2 separate regions of the Sus scrofa genome follow, and region 2 is linked to region 1. Evidence: chromatin contacts called from public Hi-C data. All regions are on one chromosome and are shown on one strand. The core of a region is the stretch at or near the end of the contact, and the rest is flanking DNA. Distances in the headings are between cores, read along the strand shown.

Region 1 (5,047 bases), core at 759-3,258:
ACCTGCATCCTCATGGATACTAGTCAGGTTCATTACCATTGAGCCACAAGGGTCACTCCCCAGTGGCTATCCTAAGAGGAAACTACAGATGTTACTGTTTTCCTGAATGGTACTTGGGATCTCTTTGAAATGCTAAGTGTGGCTGGAAGACAAAGGCATTCAACAGTTTCTTTCCTAATAAAGACAATGCTGGTGAGCCAGCGAGCAGCTGATGGGGAGTAACAAACCCGGGGACCTGACTGATGCCCAGGAGTGGCAGAGAAAACCAAGAAGGACCAACAAACATACAGATTCATACCAGTGAATGATGAGGGACACTGATTTTCTTTCTTTTGCTGTGTCTCTGAGTTTTCTATACAAAAGAGAGTTAGATAATAACATAAAAAGAAATGAGTATGGTTAAGGTGACAGAAGTGAAATGTAGAGAGCAACAACGAGAGAGAAACTGCAAAAAAGTGTTGGAGAGGGTCAGATTTTTTTAAACACAAAAAGATCTGGTTTTGTTCAGCAATCGGGAATTTTCTTTTTCTTTTCTTTCTTTTTATTTTAGGGCCACATAGTGGCATATGGAGGTTCCCAGGCTAACAGCTGAGGCAAGGCCAGATGCAAGCTGTGTCTGCCACCTACACTACAGTTCATGGCAACGCTGGATCCTTAACCCACTGAGAGGGGCCAGGGATCAAACCCCTGTTCTCATGGATACTAGTTGGGTTCGTTAACCACTGGGCCACAACGGGATCGCCAAGCAATTGGGAATTTTCTGATGTCAGTTTACCTTTACTTAACTTTTGACTCTTGGGGGGCAGTTTACCTGTTGGAAGACTAACTATGGTTAAAGAAAATGCATTCAGGGAAAAAATAATAAGATCTAGTGAAAGCACATCTATGTTAGGGGCTCCCTAGAGCTTGTCACAATAATCACTGAGGTGTCCACCACATCTTCTGACTCAGAGACCTAATTGCCAGAGCCTTCACTCAGATTTTTATTCATGTTTCTAAATTTACAGAAGCTTGTTTCCTCTTCCTCCTCTCTTACTGTCAACTGTCTTGTTCTTTGCTTTACAAGTGGAGAATTATCACTATTGGTTTCCACTAAGGTCAAGATTCAAGCCACGCACAGTGCTATTTTTATCAATTTCTGGAAGCCTACTACTTACTGTCTTCCTGCTTCTGAAGTCACGTGGTAATGATTTAACTTCCTTAAGCCTGACTTTCCTTATCTGTAAGTGGGGATGTTAATAGTATTTACTGTGTTTGGTTGTTGTGAGGGTAAATTGAGATTGAGGAATGCAGGGCACGGCACACAATTCTTGGCACAGACCAAGAGTGAAAATGGTAGGGACTTGAAGCTTTTTAAAAAAACATATTGCATTATCAAAAAGATGCTTTACTTTAACATATAAGCAGGCAATACCCTTAATTTCAAAAAAAATTTTTTTTTTTTGTCTTTTGTCCTTTTTAGAGCTGCACCTGCGGCATATGGAGCTTCACAGGCTAGGGGCTGAATTGGAGCTGTTGCTGCTGGCCTATGCCACAGCCTCAGCAATGCCAGATCCAAGCCGTGTCTGGGACCTACACCACAGATCATGGCAACGCCGGATCCTTAACCCACTGAGCAAGGCCAGGGATGGAACCTGCATCCTCATGGATCCTAGTCAGATTTGTTTCTGCTGAGCCATGATGCAAAAAAAATTAAAAAAAAAAATTTTTTTTTTTTTAAATAAGAGACCTGGAATTTGTCATCTAATGATTTGTTCTTGATGTTCTGATTTGTTTCTACCTTGAAAAGGCTTAGCGTTGAATATGAGTTGCATAGATATAGATGACTTTAAAACAAAAGGAGAAAATATATTTTATTCATTTGAGAATCTTAAAAATGCGGAGAGCAAAAAGATTATATCTAAAGGAATTGCCTCTGTCACTTGTAATCTTGTTTTGTTTTCTCATGTTGATTAGTGTCCGTTGTACCACGAGGGGGCGCCTTGAACTTAGCAAGTACAAAAACACAGTGTTGCTAGCATGACAGAAGGAAGCAGCTGAAATCCCCAATTCAGGAGGAAACAAGACACACTCCACATGGACTGCTTTGCCTCGGTCTTCGCCCTCTTCAATATCTCTCACAGGGCCCCTTGTACAAACTCACTTTGGCTTCAAAGTGTAACCAGTGTTTGAAAAAACCACCACTCGTATAGTTAATACCAGTGACAGAAGGGAAAGTGAATGATTTAAAATTAGTAGCCACTGTGACACACAACTAAAGAACCCAATAAAAGCAAATGCTGGGGAAACCATCTTAGAAATAATTTTATCCTGAAGACACAGTGATCTCTGGATCCCAAAGCAATTTTGGGTTATTTGGAGTTAAAAAAACTTGAGAAACCTAATTGTAATATAATTCCTTTTCTTTCTTTCTTTCTTTTTTTTTTTTTGCTTTTTAGGGCTGCTCCTGAGGCACATGGAAGTTCCCAGGCTAGGGGTCTAATCGGAGCTACAGCTGCCGGCCTATGCCACAGCCACAGCAACACTGTGTGACCTACGCCACAGCTCACAGCAATGCTTGATCGCTGACCCACTGAGCGAGGCTAGGGATCGAACCCACATCCTCATGGATTCCAGTCAGATTTGTTTTCGCTGTGCCACAACGGGAACTCCCTAATTCCTTTTCTAAAAATGTTTAAAATATTAAAGATAGAATAAAATTAGGTGGACTTGTGAGACTGTAAGTCATGCTAAGATTTATAATTGATATAACAATGATATTGACCCCTGAACTTGAGCAGTTAGAGACACACCACCACTGCCAGACTCTTACCCCCATGTAGTTGAAAATCTGTGTGTAACTTTTGACTCCCCAAAACTTAACTACGAATAGCCTGTTGTTGACCAGAGCTTTACTGAAAACATAAACAGCTGATTAACACATATTTTGTATGTTATATATATATATCAGTATAAATTTTATGCATTCATGACATACCTTTTTCTTTTTTTTTTTTTTTTTTTTTTTTTGGTCTTTTTAGGGCCACACCCATTGTATATGGAAGTTCCTAGGCTAGAGGTCAAATTGGAGCTGCAGCTTCCAGCCTACACCACAGCCACAGCAGGGCGGGATCCAAGCTGCACCTGTGACCTGCACTGTAGCTTGCAGCCACACAGGATCCTTTAACCCACTGAGTGAGGCCAGGGATCAGACTGGCATCCTCCTGGATACTGGTCGGATTCTTAACCAGCTAAGCCACAATGGTTAAGGATAAAAAGTCATCAAAAAATTATCCTCTTAATGTTTTGCTATTTCTAGGCTCTGTGGTTCTTCTGCAAATTTTTAAAAAAAATATTGCAAATCTCCTAAAAATGTCCAATATATTAATTGAAAAAAATCCACGTATAAGTGGACCCATGCAGTTCAAACCTGTACTGTTCAAGGGTCAACCGTAATCTTAAAATATAGGATGAAGTCTGAGGACTCTGAAGGATAAACAAAAAAGGCTGCAACATGTAACATAAAGAGTTCAGGGTAGAAATCTTAAGAATTTCTAATCAAGTAAGAATCCTAAGAAATCTTAAGAACTTCTAATTAACTAAGAATCCCAAGAAATCTTAAGAATTTCTAATTAACTAAGATGCCGAAGTCATTCTGTCGTGAATTTAGGACAGTAATGGGAATGCAACTTTTGGAAAGAAAACTGGGCATGAGCCTCAATTTCAGCATTTAATATCTGTGAGAACTTGGGCACGCTGCCTCAGGCCGTGTTTCTTGGAAAAGCTGCCTTCTCTGGTCACGTGCAGTTTCTTCATCCATAAGATAGTGGAGACAGTAATAATAAGGCTTATCTTACACTTGCTGTATGAAATAAGATAACTTATGAAAAATGCTAACGCCAGTGCCTAAGCTACAATAAGGCAGCACCTGGCTTAGTAAGAGCCTGATCAATACAAGATCGCTGCTGCTCCTGTGCAGTATGTGGCCGAGGGAAGCGTCTGAACCTCTCTGTGTTTGTGTTCTCAGGAGTCCAATGGTGGGAAGGAGTCTGATTTAAAACCAAAACCCAAACCAAATCAACTTAGAATATGTACGCACACCATGGAATGCCATTCTTCAAAGGAGTGGGTTTGCAAGGTCACACAACTATTTCTATGACTTTGCCATTGTCTGCAACACACAGAGTACGAAGTAAGCAAGCAAACTTGCCACATGCAGGGCGGACATTCAGCCAGCGCTCCCTGTAGCTGCACTATCATGGTTTGTGGCCATGGTTCCTATTGGGCAGCCTGGGCTATAGCTACTATGATTTATTATTATCTTTTGGCCACAATTGTGGCATGCAGAAGTTCCCAGGACAGGGATTGAACCCCATGAGGCACAGCAGGAATCAGAGCCACAGCAATGACAACACCAGATCCTTAATCTGCTGAGCCACCAGGGAGCTCCAACTGTGAAATATTCGAATATTGATCCCAGTCATTCGTCTTCAGTTGGGCGTCTCAGTCTCCACCCTTCCTACATTCTACAGTATGGGGGTGACACAACAGATCTGTGAGAGATTTGAAAGAGTCAAGTATCATGCAAATAAAAGGTGGCAACAGGATAACAAAGGCTTGGGGGGGGGGGAGCTATTTGTAAGACTGACTGGGTCTCAGGAACAGACCTCTGAGGTCCTTCCTAATCCTCCCCCTCCCCACGTAGCAAAGAGGGAAACAAGTGAGCTGGTTTAGAAATCTGCCTGCAGGTGACATACAGTGTTTGGGAAGAGTTAGCCTGTCATCTCCACCAAGGTGACAGATATTTATTCTCCAAGCAGGTGCCGCCCATGGCCATCGGGTTCATGAGCTCCTTGAGAACTCTGCTGACTTTTCCTCCAGTGTTTTTTTTTTTTTTTTTTTTTTTTTTGTCATCTTTTTTGGGGGGCCATACCTGCGGCATATGGAGCTAAGGGTCAAACTGGAGCTGTAGCTGCCGGCCTAGGCCACAGCCACAGCAACATGGGATCCGAGCATCTTCCACCTACACCATAGCTCACGGCAACTCTGGATCCTTGACCCACTGTGC
Region 2 (5,047 bases), core at 723-3,222, 150 kb after region 1:
TCCCCAGCAGCTAAAACAGCCACTCCTACATAACAGATGCTCAATATTCATTGAACGAATGAAGAAAGTGATCCCACTCGCTCAGTCTGACCATCTCCAGCCTCTGAGTATCTCTGAATTGCTGTGGTTGTTTGAAAGTTGTTTCTCAAATCGGTTCCACTCTAACTGCCCCTCTGGATTCTGAGTCATTTAGTTCAGCAGAAGTGCAGAGGCTGAGTTCCTGCTGTAGGATTCTGTCTATCAAAGAAGAGGAGAAAAGGAAGGGAGGGAGCCCCATTGACCAGGAGCCCTGGAGGAGAGTGCTCTGAGAAGAGTGCTCTGCTTCGGAAGCACAAACACAGCCACCCAGATGACCACTCAAAGAGGACTTACTCCAGGTTTACTTGTCTTAAGGTTTCCTGCATTTCCCTGGGGGTGGGGGGGGGGAAGGGGGGAGCATTTCTATCTCTTCTAATTGCATTTTCTTCTGTCTGGCTTACTTTTGCATTTTCAGTGCGGATGACTCATTTGTTACTTCCCTTTCACCTTTTTAACACACACACACACACACCTTTCCCCCTGTGTATAGTCACTACTCCCACGCACCCGCGCTGCAGCCCCACAAGCAGTTACTAATCGTCCCCTGGATGAACCTGGGGGAGGGTGGGGGCTGGGGGTTCTGGACGGTGTGGTCTCCGAACATGCTGCCTCTATGCTACCGCAGGATCAGCTCTGGGAGCATAGACGAGGGACACCAGAGGGCAGAGAGGTCCTTTCTCCACCCAACCCCACTGCAAAATTTCTTCGGAACAACACAAGCTTCTGGAAATTCCCTACGGAAAATACAAGCCTATTATAAACACAATTAAAGGGAAATTGCTGGGAGAACATTTAGCAAAACTGTCTAACAGCTCCCAACTTTTGAATTAAAGCGTACAGAAAATTGCAGAGTTCCATCTATTCCGCACACGGACAAGTGCTCCCCTGCTGTTCTGATCTGGAAAATAAAACGCCCCCAAACTCTGCCATTTAACTCTCAAATACGCCAAAACTTGCATCCGGCAAGCATCTACTTCATGGAACCCCCCAACCAATGGGTGGAAGTGCTGCCTACCTAGAGAGAGCTTCCCAGAAAGGGCTCCTCTCTTTCTTGGCTGGGGAGCAGTGGTTAGGAAAAGCCGCTTTTAGCGATCTATTTGTCACTGCCTGGAGATCCAGCACGTAGTGACTGCTTACTGGGCTACAAATGTGACATCACCCCGCCACTTCTTTTGCTGCTTAAGAAAATCCTGCCAGAGATAAAGTCTAGCTCACAGCTCTCCACTCAGTGTGGAAAACGCACCCCCCCCCCAAGAAATCCGCCTTTTCTGTGCCAGGCGCCCAGTCTCCAGTTATAAAAAGCAGCAGCCCGCGGCGAGGGACACGCGGAACCGTAACTCCATCTTTGAATGAGCCTGTTACTTACCCTGCATCTGTCTGCTGTCTGCTGAGTAAGGAAGGCTCGGCTCACATTTCTGGCTTTCATTTTCCTCCATTGTCCCTGCCCTACGGCCCAAGCTCCTCGCTGGTTTTTAAACTTCAGAGCGCAGTTCTGAAAAGGCTTCCAGAAAGCGCCTGGAAGGGGGCCCGGGGGTGGAGAGGAGGGGACGGTGCGAAACCCCACCCCAAACTATTCTCCACTCCGGTGCAAAGTCTCTCTCGCTGGGGAAGATTGCATTCCAGCGCCGGGCCTCCCGCGTCCCAGCGCGCGCGTCCCCGCGTCCGTCCGTCCGTCCGTCCGCCCGCCCGCGGGGCCGGTCCCGGAGGAATGCGGGTTATGCCCCGGCCGGCCCCGCGCCGCGCGCTCCTGGAGGCCCCAACAGGTGATGGGCGCTCCTGCCCGGGACCCACACTGCCCGCTTCCCCCGCCGCAAGCCGCGGCGCCTCGGCAGCCAGGGAGGCCAAACATTGCACAGGATCGCCGGCGGGAGCTTTGCTGGAAGCCGGTTCTCTGGCCTCTAATCTCAGACACAGAATCAGCCTCCCCAATAGGCTGGGAGACAGAGAAATAAACAGCCAACTGCAGAACGTCCCAAATTTCAGCGAAATCTCTTTGAAAAAGAACAATAAGAAAGGGTATATGCTGCTTTGTACTTAAGTAAACTCTTTGCGCAGCAACTGTTTAGAGCTTGATTAACACACACGGAGGCAGCTGATTTTTCACACAGTCAATTTCAATCTCTTCAGCTGGATTTCTAAGTTTGTGCTCAGCTGCCTACATGCTCTCGACTCTTCCCCCTCCCCCAACACACACGTTGATCACAAATCTGAAAAGTAAACGAGAAAAAGCAACCTTTTGAAGCTCTCATCCAGTTAATGACTTTAAAATATCTGAAAGGCAATTAAAATGCTTTTCTTCTGATGGGCCATTACATCCACCGTACTTACTCTCCTTTTAAACTACCTACAAATATTTATTTTGTTCTTTACTCCGTCCTTGAAACCCTGGCAAATTTCCCAGAAAGTGAACATAGGAGGCTCAGTGTCCACAAAAAAAAAAAAAAAAAAAAAAAAGGAGGGGTCTATAATCCGAGCATTGGTGCTGTTATTTCAGATATGGACAGGTAACATGCTCTGTGGTCGGAAGAGCATGATATGTTCATCTGTAGGCACCCCAGCATCTGCGAGGAGACAAGGACAATGGTTAGCCTGCTGACCATAACTTGACCCAGTTCACAGGCCATTCGGGCAAGGTTTTAAATTAATTTAGATGAAGAATGTGTGCAGAACAATGGCTGGCCTCTTCTCCAGATTCCGACCTCGAGTCACCTGTGTGTTTTGGCAGTGGGAGGGACATATTTTGGCCATTTAGGACCAAAATGATGCGGAAGTCTCGTAAGGGACAATGGAAAGTAATCACGCCAGGAAGTGAGCTCAGCTCACATCAGGAAGCAAAGAACAGACCCCTCAACTCCTAAAAGGATTTTTCTTGAAACCCCAGAAAATCGGGTGGGTGGATCTCCCAGAAGGTGAAAGCCAAGGCTGGCAGCCGAAGGCAGGCAGTGGCCTTGACGGGGCAGACAACTCAAGGACTCCACGACTTTGCAACAGGATGATGTGGTAATCTTGCTTTAAGGAGCCACTAATCTTGCACAGTTTCTGCACTGGTGGCCTGCGGCCAAGGCCAGAGGAATCTCCTTTTAACCTCTTTGCTCAGGTACATAGTGTTCCTGAAGGAGGGGTCTGTGTTCAAGCCCCCAGGTCCAGATTATCTGGATCCGTGTATAACTGCTTTGTACTGGTCTTTACGTTATTAACGCCAGAAAGGATAGGGGCAGGGTACAGACAGAGATAGAGCAACGTTGCAGTGCCAGATCCGCCTAAACCAGATGGGCTTTGGGCTCTGACTTAACCAACCCGACTTGACCTGGCATGTGAAGAGCCTGCTCCTGGCAGTTTCTACCTGTCACCTGACACTGCACAGAGGCCAAAACCCCAGGACGAAGGAGCGAGCGAGGGCAATCCTCAAGACCCAGCAGCACCCGGCCCTACCTGGGGCCCTTCCCGGCAGGCTCAGCCCAGGCAGAAAAGATCCATTTTCAGATGCAGATTATGCTTGCCCGGTTGGGGCAGGGTGGGGCTGGGGAGGAAAAGTGTGACAGCAGATTAGCGCTCTTGTTGATTCCCCGATAAGCAAAATGGGGGCAGCTCGCCCACCCATCCTGAACTCTGCTTCGTTTCCAGGCAGCCCAAGGAGCCCCCGATGTGTACCCCATGTCTCAGCTGCTCGAACCTTCTCGGCCCTGGACGGGCAAAGCAGACTGCTGTTTCTGTAGACATTCCTCAAAGCAAAACTCTTTGGGGAAGGCACAAAAGAAAAGGGCATTAGCAGTCAAGATAATTACCACAAATCATTAAGGACCATGAAATCTACATATACACTTACAGTAAAACACAGTCTCTTGACCAGTCTCTGACGAAAAGCTGCTCTTGTACTAGTTACTGGTCCCTTTGGTCCTGGAGAACTGGAAACGAACACAGTTTGAGACGGCTCTGTCCTAATGCCATGGCACTGACTATTCTATACATCTCTCTTCCCAAAGCACACAGCCCGGACTAAGAAACTTTTCGCTGATTGTCGGTTTCTGAGAAGGGTCTCTGGAAAACAGTAACGCTATTCTACAATCTGTTTTAGCTTAGTAATTCAGAGCTTCATGAAAAATACTGTTATTGTCATTGCTGTTACTGTGGAGATGTTCTTTCTGGAAGAAGGTTATTTGAACCAGAAGTACACGATGCTTTTTGGTTTAATTTAATTTCTGGGTTAAAAAACTGCAATCACCAACCAAGCTGCCTACTGCCAGACTTTCAAATTTGCTGTGAAAAGCAGAAGGCAAAAGGGAAGAACTTGAAATGTGATTTTCCTGCAGTCACATAGAGAGTTACAGGAAGATACCGGCGGGCTAGATTTTCGACTCCACTTCTGTTAACCAGGAAAGGTGCAAGATGATTTTTCGGTTAATGGTGCCATATGTTGGCAATTCATGACTTGAAATGAGCTAACGCACAGAAAAGTGTCATTTAAAAGGAAAGACAACTGATGAGATAAAAGAGTGCTGTAAGGACAAACAGTGATTTTGCAGTCAGAACGGACTTATTACAGAAACGGGCCATTATTGGTTGTGATAACGCAACTTCAACAGGCATCCGCCGTGATGGGCATTAGTCACAAAAATCATAAACTACCACGTCTGACTTCTCGGCAGGCGTATTTAATTACAGGGCTGAGGAAAGCATGTCAATTTCTTTTGTATAAGTTTTTTTCCGAGAGAAATCATCGCTAGAATCCAGCATTCGTGGAATTGTGCTGTGCTTCAATTTTTTAAAGTTTATCCCTATTAAGAACACGATAACTTACAATGGTATGACATTTGAATACAAAAGACATAATGAATGCTGGCTGAAGTCCTAAAATGTAATTTTCCGAGGCATCGATAACTCTGAAAGTAAAACAAAGTGAAAAACAAATGAGAACTATTTCAACCAGAGACCTCATGTTTGATATGTCCCCCGTTTCCTTCTCTAAAGG

What was found. Hi-C and Micro-C count contacts between places; a contact is called where the count stands out from the background.
Region 2: a contact with region 1 is called in a Hi-C map of liver, with 2.1 times the contacts expected there. The contact joins the promoter of KIAA1217 here to the enhancer-like site in region 1. A contact is called at or near these places in 18 of 47 Hi-C or Micro-C datasets (alveolar macrophages, brain, embryonic fibroblasts and 12 more) and 1 of 2 datasets of contacts at active chromatin or transcription factors (skeletal muscle).

Annotation. Positions count from the first base shown.
Region 1 is chr10:50,882,918-50,887,964 of Sscrofa11.1, forward strand. All of the region lies in intron 2 of KIAA1217 (sickle tail protein homolog), which reads right to left. Among named protein-coding and RNA genes, the nearest start is that of KIAA1217, 150 kb to the right of the region's middle. Within about 2 kb of position 2,009, at least 5 of the 83 cell types and tissues checked have an H3K27ac peak or open chromatin away from gene starts, as enhancers often do. A contact at or near this core is called in liver, where this site is marked.
Region 2 is chr10:51,030,038-51,035,084 of Sscrofa11.1, forward strand. It overlaps KIAA1217 (sickle tail protein homolog), which reads right to left and starts at 1,973. Exons shown (of 22, transcript XM_021064229.1): 1 at 1,445-1,973. The coding sequence starts at 1,514.